Regions from separate parts of the Mus musculus genome. Here region 2 is linked to region 1. The links are chromatin contacts, called in public Hi-C maps. All regions are on one chromosome and are shown on one strand. The core of a region is the stretch at or near the end of the contact, and the rest is flanking DNA. Distances in the headings are between cores, read along the strand shown. Region 1 holds the start of Gask1b (golgi associated kinase 1B). Region 2 overlaps LOC102640985 (a long non-coding RNA gene).

Region 1 (4,967 bases), core at 1,107-3,606:
ACTGCTGTCTATGTGTAAGCTACCAGCAACTTCATGAGGTGGACAGTATTGCCATTGCACAGCTGAAGAGAGATGCTCTAACATTTCAGCCTGGGTGGTTCTACATTGCAACACAAGTCACTGACTGAGTGTACTTCAGATTCCAACCCCGACATGGCATTCTCATTCAGAGAGTATCCTCTGTGTGGCAAGATCATTTCCATAGACCAGCACTGCAAAGCTGTACTTCAGTTAGTGGCCACATGCCCTAGACACAACCTTTGTGTTACAGGAGGACACATGGGGCTCTGTAAATAGTGAAGCTTGAAGAAGTCACATGGCTAGTTAGTCTACACTCTAAATGCACCTATGATTTTTATGCTCTTTATTTATTAAAGAGGCTGAGTCCATTGGTGACAGTCGAGGTAAAAGAGTTAGCTCTCATGTGGTCAGTTCTGTCTGAGCCTCTGACAAAGACTATTTGCTGAGGAAAGATAACCACTTTCCTCTTAATTTTTAGAATATTTAATCTTTATTTTATGCATAGAAGTGTTTGTCTTCATATGTGGATGTGTACCACACTCATGCCTGATGCCAACAGAGGTCAGAAGACAGTGTTGGATACCCATGAATTACAGGCGGTTGTGAAACACCCTGTGTGTGTATGTGTGTGTGTGTCTGTGTCTGTGTGTGTGTGTGTGTGTGATTTGCAAAAGCACTGAGTGCTCTTAACCACTGAGACATCATTTCTATGCCCCACCCCCCAACCCCTTACTCTTTAAACCATCCTAGGAAGGAAGTTTCCATAGAAACCTGTAAGGTTCTATGCAAGGCTGTCAGCAAGCTCTGTACCCTGGCTTCCTGTCATCGTGCAAACTGTCACTAGTTTTAATTAGATTTAACATGCCACGAAAAAGTGCACAGAGAGAAACGGAGAGCAAAGATTGCAGTGTGGGCTTTCCCTCACATGCCCAGCACAGCTGTGCATTAGAACTCTAATATCCCCAGACTGGGAAATAGAAGAATGCCACGCGTATGGAAAAATGACGCTACTGCTGCTGCTGCTGTCCAAATGGGAAACATGGGTGGGGAAAATAATTCAGAGAGAGTGGGGGAAAGGAGAAAACGATCCCAAATCCCCAGCAGCTGCAAATAAGAAGCAAGTGAATCTGTTACCTTGGATGAACTCTAATTTCCTGCTCACAGATGGCAGGGTCCTGTTGAGACCCAGGATCCTGTCCAGGTGGAAGGCGAACACTTCACTCATGTCCAGCGGCTGCTTGAGAAGCCCACAGGGGCTAGGCCCGCAGCCAGGCACAGAGCCTGAGGTGCTCCCTTCCAACACCAGCAAGCGGGTACCACTCTTAGAGATAGGTAGGATGCTAGCCACCTCACTATCAGCCAGGAGGCGCATTCTGCGGATGTCTTCTTTGCTCAGCCATGAGGGGGCGCTCTCGCTATAAATCCTAATGTTGCTCTCTCGGGCCCTAGGCTGCTGCAAGTTTGAACCTCTAGTTCTGACTCCAGGACCACGCAGCACCCTCCAGGGTCGTTCACCAACCTTGGTTAGGTAACCCTGAACATAGCCAGGTACTTCAGCATCTGCTGCCCGTGCAGCTTCCTGCTGTATAAGGGATGGTCTAACCAGCACCTCCTGATCAGGGGCTGCAGATGCCACCGCATACTTCTTCCTGCGCTTGGGTTTCACCGTGCCACGGATATTCGCAGGCTTGCTGCGCTTGGAGCGTAGAGTAATGTACACCACGTTGGGCTGCAAAGTGCTTCCATTGCCCTGCAACTCTGGAGGGGCCAGGGTACCATCCAGGGGAATCTCAGAGAAGGGTACCTTGAAGATGTCGTGACCGTTGGGTGGTCCCCTGTCAGTCGCCTGCCCATGCTGAAAGGAACCTCTGCCCACCTGGCTCACCAGAAAGCCCAGGTAGATGGCACAGGCAGTGCCCAGCAGGAGGTTCCGTCTGGTCCTGGGACGCCGACTACTCCAAAGTTTACACACTCGTGGGGCGCACAGAGAGCAGACAAACCAGTTTACGAGCTGCCCCGGCTTGTCTGGACAGGTCATTTCTCTGCCGCTTCCACATGCTGAACTGAGTTTAAAGTCTGCAGCTGGCTCCGGGTGACATGATTCATGGCTTCCTGAATCCAGCCGTCCAGTCCGCTTCGCTATCTAAGTGGTCTCCAACAGGCAGAGAGGTAAAAGAGAAGGGTCGCTGCTGCGGGTTCTGGGAACGCTTTGTGAACTGGCCACCGCAAGCCTTTTAAACTCCTATCAGCCTTTCCCAGGAGAAAGGAGGGCTGACTCTGGGAATGAATGGAAACAAGAGTTGACTGAATCACTAACTCAACCCATTTCAGTTCCTCTACAAGAGGAAAGAGGCGAGTAACCCTTTCCTTCCACAAATTCTACCAAGTTTGGTGTAAAGTTTAAAATGCGGAAGCAAGATAGGTGTGTGAGTCTGATTTTACTTTAAAGTAATGAAGACAAGCTGCAAAGAGCGTTTGCTAGCTCACAGTTAAAGCCACTACATCTGAGAAGCAAAACTCTTAAAAGTCATCAACCAGGATCCCCTGCAGACCCCCTTTTTGTGATTCAGAAATAAGAAAAGAAATAAATACTTTTTAAGATTTTTATAGACACCCTAACTTTTGTAAGATATATATTACAAAAATATCAAGTAGTGAGTTCATATTTAAACATATTCTCTTAACTAATGTTCCACATTGTTTTCACAATATATTCCATATCTAAAATTGTTATTTAACTACCCCTTGATGTTTATATAGCTTGAAAAGGGTGAGTTCTCTCTCTCTCTCTCTCTCTCTCTCTCTCTCTCTCTCTCTCTCTCACACACACACACACACACACACACACACACACACACAACTTTTTATTCCTTTTCTTTCCACTAAAGAGAGCAAAAATGAAAGAAAAGAATATCTAGGTTTTTTGGTGGGTTTTTTTTTGTTGTTTTTTTTTTTGTTGTTGTTTTTTTTGCCTTTTTCTTCACATTTTTAAATAGAGGGAAAAAGTTGTTTAAGAAGAAAAACAAAACTTTACTTACACAGCTGGCCCCACGCTTAGCTCCAGGAAGAATGGAATTCCTGACTCTAATGCACAGAACTTTGAAAGGCTGAGGCACGTAAGGAGAACATATTTCATGGCCAAGGGTGTTCCACCTTTCAAACATCTCGGCTCAGCCTTAAAAGCTGCCGCCTTCTAACAGCGGAGCAAAATGATTTGTAAACTGGCTGCTGCGCCGTTTTCAGACACGTGAGGTTCTTTTTAAAGATGACTAAAAAAATAAAAAATAAAATTTAATTTTGAATTTCTCCAAACACAGCTCAGACCCAGTTTTCATTCAAACAACTTTCTGCTCCTTTCAGCCCCTGGGAGCCCCCTAGTGTCTCATTTGCTAAGCGACACAGAAATGGCAGCCTTGGGAAGCTGAAGTGATCTGAAGTGTTTTGCTGGAGTTGGCGGAGACCCTGTTGCCAAATAAATACCTTAGAAAAATGAGGAGTGCCCACTGACCCCTGCCTGACCCCACGGAGTTGGGAAGGGGAAACTGGACGCCAGAGTCCAGGGCCTGCAACTTACCTTACATCTGGGCTGTTTGCAGACTAACTCTTGTCTCCCACCAGTTCTCGATGGGGGTAAAACGGCCAGGAAAGGTAGACAAAGCTAAGAAGGGGGTCACTGGAAATGAGTAGAGAAACGGAAGCGTGAGATAAGAGTGGGGTGTAGGGAGATGAGAAGGTTCTTGCAGCATGCAAATGAACACAGCAACAGCCCTCAGAAGGCAGCCTGGACCCCTTCTGATTGGAGGTCTTCTGAAAACAGGTTAGTGATTGGCCTGGGTCATTTGCATGTCCTGGCACAAAGGCAGGATCAGATGACCTTGGGGTCTCACTGGGCTTACTTGTCTCTGCTTCCACAGCAAACAGAATCAAACAAGAAGCCACCAATGGGATAGGGACGATTACCCCCTTTTTAGAGAAAAGGCTGTGATGTGGTGGGAAATGAAAATAATAGAATATGATGCTGTATAATCCTTAAAATATCGTGTTACAATGCCAAAAAAAAAAGCAAAGATTTTCCCATTCTCAAACTATTCTTCCTCTTTAAAAGTTATGATACATCATGAAAAGAGACAAATCAGAGATGGACAGGAACCTTAAAGTTCTGACTGGCTTTGACTAAACTTAATGAGAATTCGGGCACTGAAGTCATTTTCTTTATGCTCCAAAACTCTTAAAGCAAACTCTATGAACATGAATTTGTTTTCTAGAAAGTATCTCAGAAGTTTCTGAGATGGGACAATGGCAGAACTGCTTTTTTGTTTGTTTGGTTGGTTGGTTTGGCTTGGTTTTTTCGAGACAGGATTTCTCTGTGTAGCTCTGGCTGTCCTGGAACTCTTTGTAGACCAGACTGGCCTCAAACTCAGAAATCCACCTGCCTCTGCCTCCCGAGCGCTGGGATTAAAGGTGCGCGCCACCACGCCCGGCTCAGAACTGCTTTTTATAGCTATCTTGTACTTTACGCATATTCAAAAGATTAATTGACCTAAGTAAGCCTTTACAAAGGAAAGCCCTGAGCTGAGGTGTGGCTTGCTGATAGAGCACTAGTTTAGCATGTGGGAGCTCTTAAAGTCCTATTTTTGACAACATAAAATATTAAATTAAAAACTCATAGATAAACATTTGGCAGAAGCCTCTTCCAGACGTTTTAAAGGCAACTTTAGGGGGCACCTAGGAAGCAGAAGGTTGTGTGGGCTCATAAATCCAGCTGATTCCTCTCTTACCTGAAAAGAATGTTCCTTATAAGGAAAGATTCAGTTCATTATTCCCCTCCTTCCATCACAATGGGGACTAACAGGAGCTAAGCCGTGTGGTCAGCAAAGGATAAGTCAGAAACGTGGCTCTGCCCCTCAATTACTGTGGTGCAGACTGGAACCGGTCTCATCTTCAGT
Region 2 (5,069 bases), core at 2,349-4,848, 2.0 Mb before region 1:
ATTAAGATTATGAGAATTAAAGTCAGACTCAAACCTAAGTCTCTAGTTTAGGTCAAAATGTTTAAGTCAAACTTTGGATATTGGTTTTCTATTAGAAACACAGATGTATAGAATTTCTAAATTTTAATGTGTAATTACATTGTGATCAACTTGAATAAAAGGGCTTATATGTTTTAAGTTAAAATAAAAAATTCTGGGATGTTGTTGGTATTGCTTAGGATCAACCGACCAGGATTCCACAAAACTTCAAAGCTCAAAGCTCATGCTTGAATGAGGTTACCAGGAGATCAAAAGCAGGGCATGTATTATGTGTTCAGAACCTATAAATCTTAATGACAGAGGTCAGGATGAAAGCATGAACTGTCTGTCCTGCCTTACTGTATTTCATGAGCTTGCTGATACTTAAGTGGGGTTTTTTGTTTGTTTGTTTGTTTGTTTAAAATAAAAATGCAATATATAAAACCTAATGAGGTTTTAAGTCTGTTAAATAGTCTAAATTCATTATAGAGTTACATTGATTTATAATTTCTATATCTGAGAAATAATTACTGTTCTTCTAAAGAAACTGAATTATTTAATGGTAGGAAACAGAGATTGACAGTTAAAGTCTGCCAAACTCTAATGATGAACCTTGACTCTAATCTATGATGGGTGATTGAATATTTGAAGTAGTTCCCTCTGGTTGAATACATAACAATAAAGACTTGATGAGATTGATTATGCAGAGACCAGAGCTAAATAAAAAAAAAAGAAAGAAAGAAAGAAAATGCTGTTTGGCAAAGCATTATCCAAACAATAAGGCAAATGGGGCGAATGAAAGTCAAGACAGTTTGTGCAGTGTAGCCAACACAGCGAAGCATCTGCAACAAAACGGGAGGAAATGACAGGGCAGAGATACAGCTGCTCCTGCTTATAGTACCTGTGATGCTCCAACCTTGCATTTGTACCACAGCACCGGACACTGGACTGTAGCAGCCATCTTTTACTTGCATGACTGGCTCAGTGATGCCATTTGGCATTGATCTTTACCTTTCGGCTGTACCTCCATAAATTCTCTATAGATAACATTTTTCCCCTCACTTATTTTGGGCACCAGCTCTCTTGTTTGACAGTCAAATTATGCATTCTTCTGCTGATGAAACAGTACCTAGGAATGATAGAGTATGAGTTACAAGCCGAAGCCTCAATTTGCCTATTGAATCTCATCAGCTTATGTTCTTGGAGCCTGTGCTGTTTGCCATGAGAAAGACACACCTTCAAGAGCATCCTTCAGCCTGGATACTGAGATAAAGACCTGAAATAGCTCATTCTAGTGCAGGAGAGCCTAGGCAAGTGCTGATGCCATCAGATAATCCACAGACTGTTCGTCAACCGAGACATGGAAGGAAAAATGATTGTTTCTCTGGTCCATTAAAATTTAACAGGGGTGTCTGTTACATAGCGTTACGATAACACTGGTAAAGCACTGCTAAAAACATAGCAAATGTATTAAGGAGGAAAAAATAACAGAAAAATACTTGTTTTATATCCATGATGAACACGTAAAGACTTGCCTGTGTCCATATGTAAAATCAAGTAGTTGGAAAGAAGCCATTCTGGCCTGTGAGGTGCTGGTATCATCTCTTCATCCCAGAAAGTATTCCTGAGGTGAAACTGTGAAAAGAGACATGAGTACCTGCCCAGAGAATCTTTCCAGTGAACTTGCGGAAGAGTTTAAGTAAATTGTATGTTGTCTTTACAGTTGCATATGTCGTCGTTGATTCTTCTGATGTGGGAAGCCTGTCATGACTTCCCAGCATTATAAGAGAAAAATTGTCTATTATTTAGCATTCAGTTCTTCTTTATTAGACAGTTTCCATTCCAAACAAGGTGGGGGTGGGGATGGTGGGAACACCCTTTTCACTACAGCGTGTGTGTTGAAGATTAAAGCACTGACTGCTCGTTTGTATGTTTTAAAAATGCTATCAGGGCATTTAAGTGTAGTGAAGGTTTTTGCATTTTCCTCCTCAGTTTTCAGCACTTTGAAGAGAATGTTGTTCCCTTTAACGGTACTGGCAGGCACAGACTCTCAGTGTTTGTGAAGAGCTGAGTATTCCGTAATTGTTGCTAATTGCCTCTGCTCTACACTTCACATTGCTACTATAGAGCTGACAAAAGACTCTTTGTTGCAATGAATTCCATCTTTGTTTTCAGATACTAACCAATCTTTTGGAAGGAATGAACATTGATGTTAAAGGCAAGCAGCAAATCCATATCACACTTTGAAGCAAAGTTCTAGCTGATACATGCATCACCACACACAACCCTGAGATCTGAATTAAAGGCAAAATTATTTTTCTCCTCCAAATATTCAGAAATTTCAACTATGAGACATTTTCATGTGATTAACCATATATATATGTATATATATATATGTATAATATGTGTATATATATATATGTATATATATATGTATAATATGTGTATATATATATATGTATATATATGTATAATATGTGTATATATATATATGTGTGTGTGTATATTTTTTTCACTCATGATCATATTAACAACTCTTATTTCTATTACATTGCATAACCATCAGAAACAAAATTGTTAGTACAGTTACAAATAAATCAGTTAAATAAACATAAGCATATTTTCAAAGATAATTGAGATAGACATCCTTTTACATTCTATACTCAGAAGTATTGGTTTTGAGACTATGAAGCTACAGCATGTTCTATTCAGTATCTCCAGCCTTAGAGGTCAATAGCAGCAGATGTTTAATGGATAACTTCTATGATGAATGAGATATAATTGTTGAATAGGATCATCTTTTCCTCTGAAGTGATATTTCCTAATGTTAAAGATAATTGTATACTCAAGTGTCAGGTTAGAGACCCCACACTTACAGGATCTAAATGAAATTAATGTATGATTTCCCACAAAGAACAAGCAGCACAAGCTGTGGAGATATTAATTTGCCATAATGAACTGAGTTACTGCTTGTTACCATTTGTAATCTTTGATCAGCAAGACTCCATAGCATACACCAAGAAAATAGTAAAAAAATAAAAATAAAAATAAAAAAAAATAAAATAAAATCAACAGATTTATAGAGATTTGCAATTTTTTCTACTTTTCTGTCTTTAATGGGTTCAATCATAATGCAACAAGATTTTGTTTGTATTAAATTGAAGCAATAAGTAATGCTAATCTATCAAAGTAACTAACAAAAAATGTCTCTTTTCTTCTGACAGCGACTTTGGAGGTATTGAACGCTGGGATAGCTCATGGAAAGAGATGGTGGCTCAGATTCTTAGTTCACTGGTGATTAAACATTCCCAAAAGAGACTGACAGATACAGAGAAAGCACATTTAAACCATTTATGGAGAACAGAGAGGCCTTATCATTTAGAGGGCCAAAAGAGAGACCGTGTAACACAGCTCTTCGTGGTATTTCATGTCTACAAAAAAAATCCCCGTGCTTTCTAGATTCTGTGTGGAGGGCCTGCTTGTCTGCTGTGGCTCTTCACGGTAGAGATGAGGTCAACTTGTCTCAGAGGCGATTGAGGTTAGAGGATATGATGGAGAATATGAAGTCGCTAGCTGCCTACATGCCAGGGAAGGGCTTAGTCATCAGGGAGAGGCAGCTGATCCCAGGCGACAGAAGCACTGTTACATGTCTCACAGCCAGCTGCAATTCAGCCAAGAGACAGAGCTTGGGGATTAATAGGACCCAAGAACTATCAGCTAAGATGGACTGGACCTCAGGCAGCCTGAATGAACTTGACACGCTTTATATGATTCTTCCCCAGCTTCCCATGGGTGGCCTTGAACTCACGACAAGCACTGTTCATCAAGCATCAGAAAGAAGAGATGACAGCAGGAAGAGTAGAACACACTTCCTTAATCCTTCAAAAGTGAGCTTTTGAAGAAAGCCAGCTCCATGGTTGACGTTCCTTCCGATATGACATGTACCGTGGAAGGAAAATAAAACCACATACAGACAAATATCTGTACCTTTGACATTTATTCAACTCTAAAGTTTAAGGGGATTTTTCTTCTCATTCTATGTACTACAATGGTATAATCAAACATGGGTGAGGATTTTTCCCTTACTGTGTGTATTGTAGGTGTCTGTATCTGAGAACTAACAATAGCTTCCAGCCACATATTAAAAAAACACCATGAATCATTGTGGCCAGACATCCTCAGAACCAGACCAGGAAAATAACAGTCCTGTGCCTGGGGCCTGTCTGAGGAGGGGAGGAAGGAGTTCTTAGTCTTCAGGGAGGGCATCCCTGAGTCATACCAACCCCAACAGAGATTGCAGCATTAAGGTCTTTGCTAAACAGCAGCCAGGGTAAATATGGAGAGTATAAACCTTGGAAAGGATGGAGAGTCAATAGGGAAACCTAGCATTCTGAGCCACACTGGAATTCCCATTCACCAACACAGCTGCTTGCCTGCCTGCCTGCCGCCGGCTTTCTACACAAGGCAGATGCAGGCCATAGAAGATGAGGAACTGACAAGCAATCCTGGTCATGTGGGTGTAGCAAGAGTGAATACCTTTTCCTAGCACAGTGGAACTCTCCAAAGGTAGCTTTAAGGTGCCCTGCCACGGAACCCCAGGGCATGGTCTCAGGTGAACTATTAAGGGCTAGAGTTGTGGGAGACTGGAGGGTTCAGATGGCGCCATTCCCTGCTATCACTGCAGAGAATTGTGAGGGGAATCTATAGAGCATCTCCTACCTGTGTTCATGCCAGTGACAGCACCGATGTCATTTCACAGCAGGTCTGCCTCGGATAGGGGCATATCAGTGTCTCCCATGGTACAGCAGTGGATTTCTGTTGCCCAAGGACCCCTGGCCCTGTTCCCTGCCTGTCTGCTGGTTATTGTCAGGTAAGAGCATGAGGTTTAAGTGTGTGGAAGGGACAGTGACAGAGATACCTAGGTCTTTCATTACATCATCTCATATGCATATTATGCACAGGCAGGAAGGACAGACTGAATTAGGTCTGAGGCTGCAATTTTATCTCGCACAGGATTGCATTTAAATAACAATAAATATTCATACCTTATG

What was found. Hi-C and Micro-C count contacts between places; a contact is called where the count stands out from the background.
Region 2: a Hi-C map of the C2C12 cell line shows a contact between it and region 1, with 11 times the contacts expected there. The contact joins the enhancer-like site here to the promoter of Gask1b in region 1. A contact is called at or near these places in 19 of 39 promoter capture datasets (the 3T3-L1 cell line, 3T3-L1-derived adipocytes, the C10 cell line and 11 more), 3 of 15 datasets of contacts at CTCF or cohesin (large pre-B cells, pro-B cells and stem cell-derived epiblast-like cells), 50 of 484 Hi-C or Micro-C datasets (B cells, the Ba/F3 cell line, the C2C12 cell line and 27 more), 8 of 115 datasets of contacts at active chromatin or transcription factors (Th17 cells, astrocytes, bone marrow-derived macrophages and 5 more) and 3 of 9 other capture datasets (adipose tissue, embryonic stem cells and liver).

The regions. Positions count from the first base shown.
Region 1 is chr3:79,883,319-79,888,285 of GRCm38.p6, reverse strand. Gask1b (golgi associated kinase 1B) reads right to left here and starts at 2,356. Exons shown (of 4, transcript NM_133187.3): 1 at 1,156-2,356. The coding sequence starts at 2,059. Gm36569 (a long non-coding RNA gene) reads left to right here and starts at 1,480. Exons shown (of 3, transcript XR_375740.1): 1 at 1,480-2,190.
Region 2 is chr3:81,916,935-81,922,003 of GRCm38.p6, reverse strand. It overlaps LOC102640985 (a long non-coding RNA gene), which reads left to right. Exons shown (of 3, transcript XR_375741.2): 2 at 3,801-4,888. Among named protein-coding and RNA genes, the nearest start is that of Ctso, 13 kb to the left of the region's middle. Within about 2 kb of position 3,598, at least 67 of the 459 cell types and tissues checked have an H3K27ac peak or open chromatin away from gene starts, as enhancers often do. A contact at or near this core is called in the C2C12 cell line, Th17 cells, adipose-derived mesenchymal stem cells and 2 more, where this site is marked.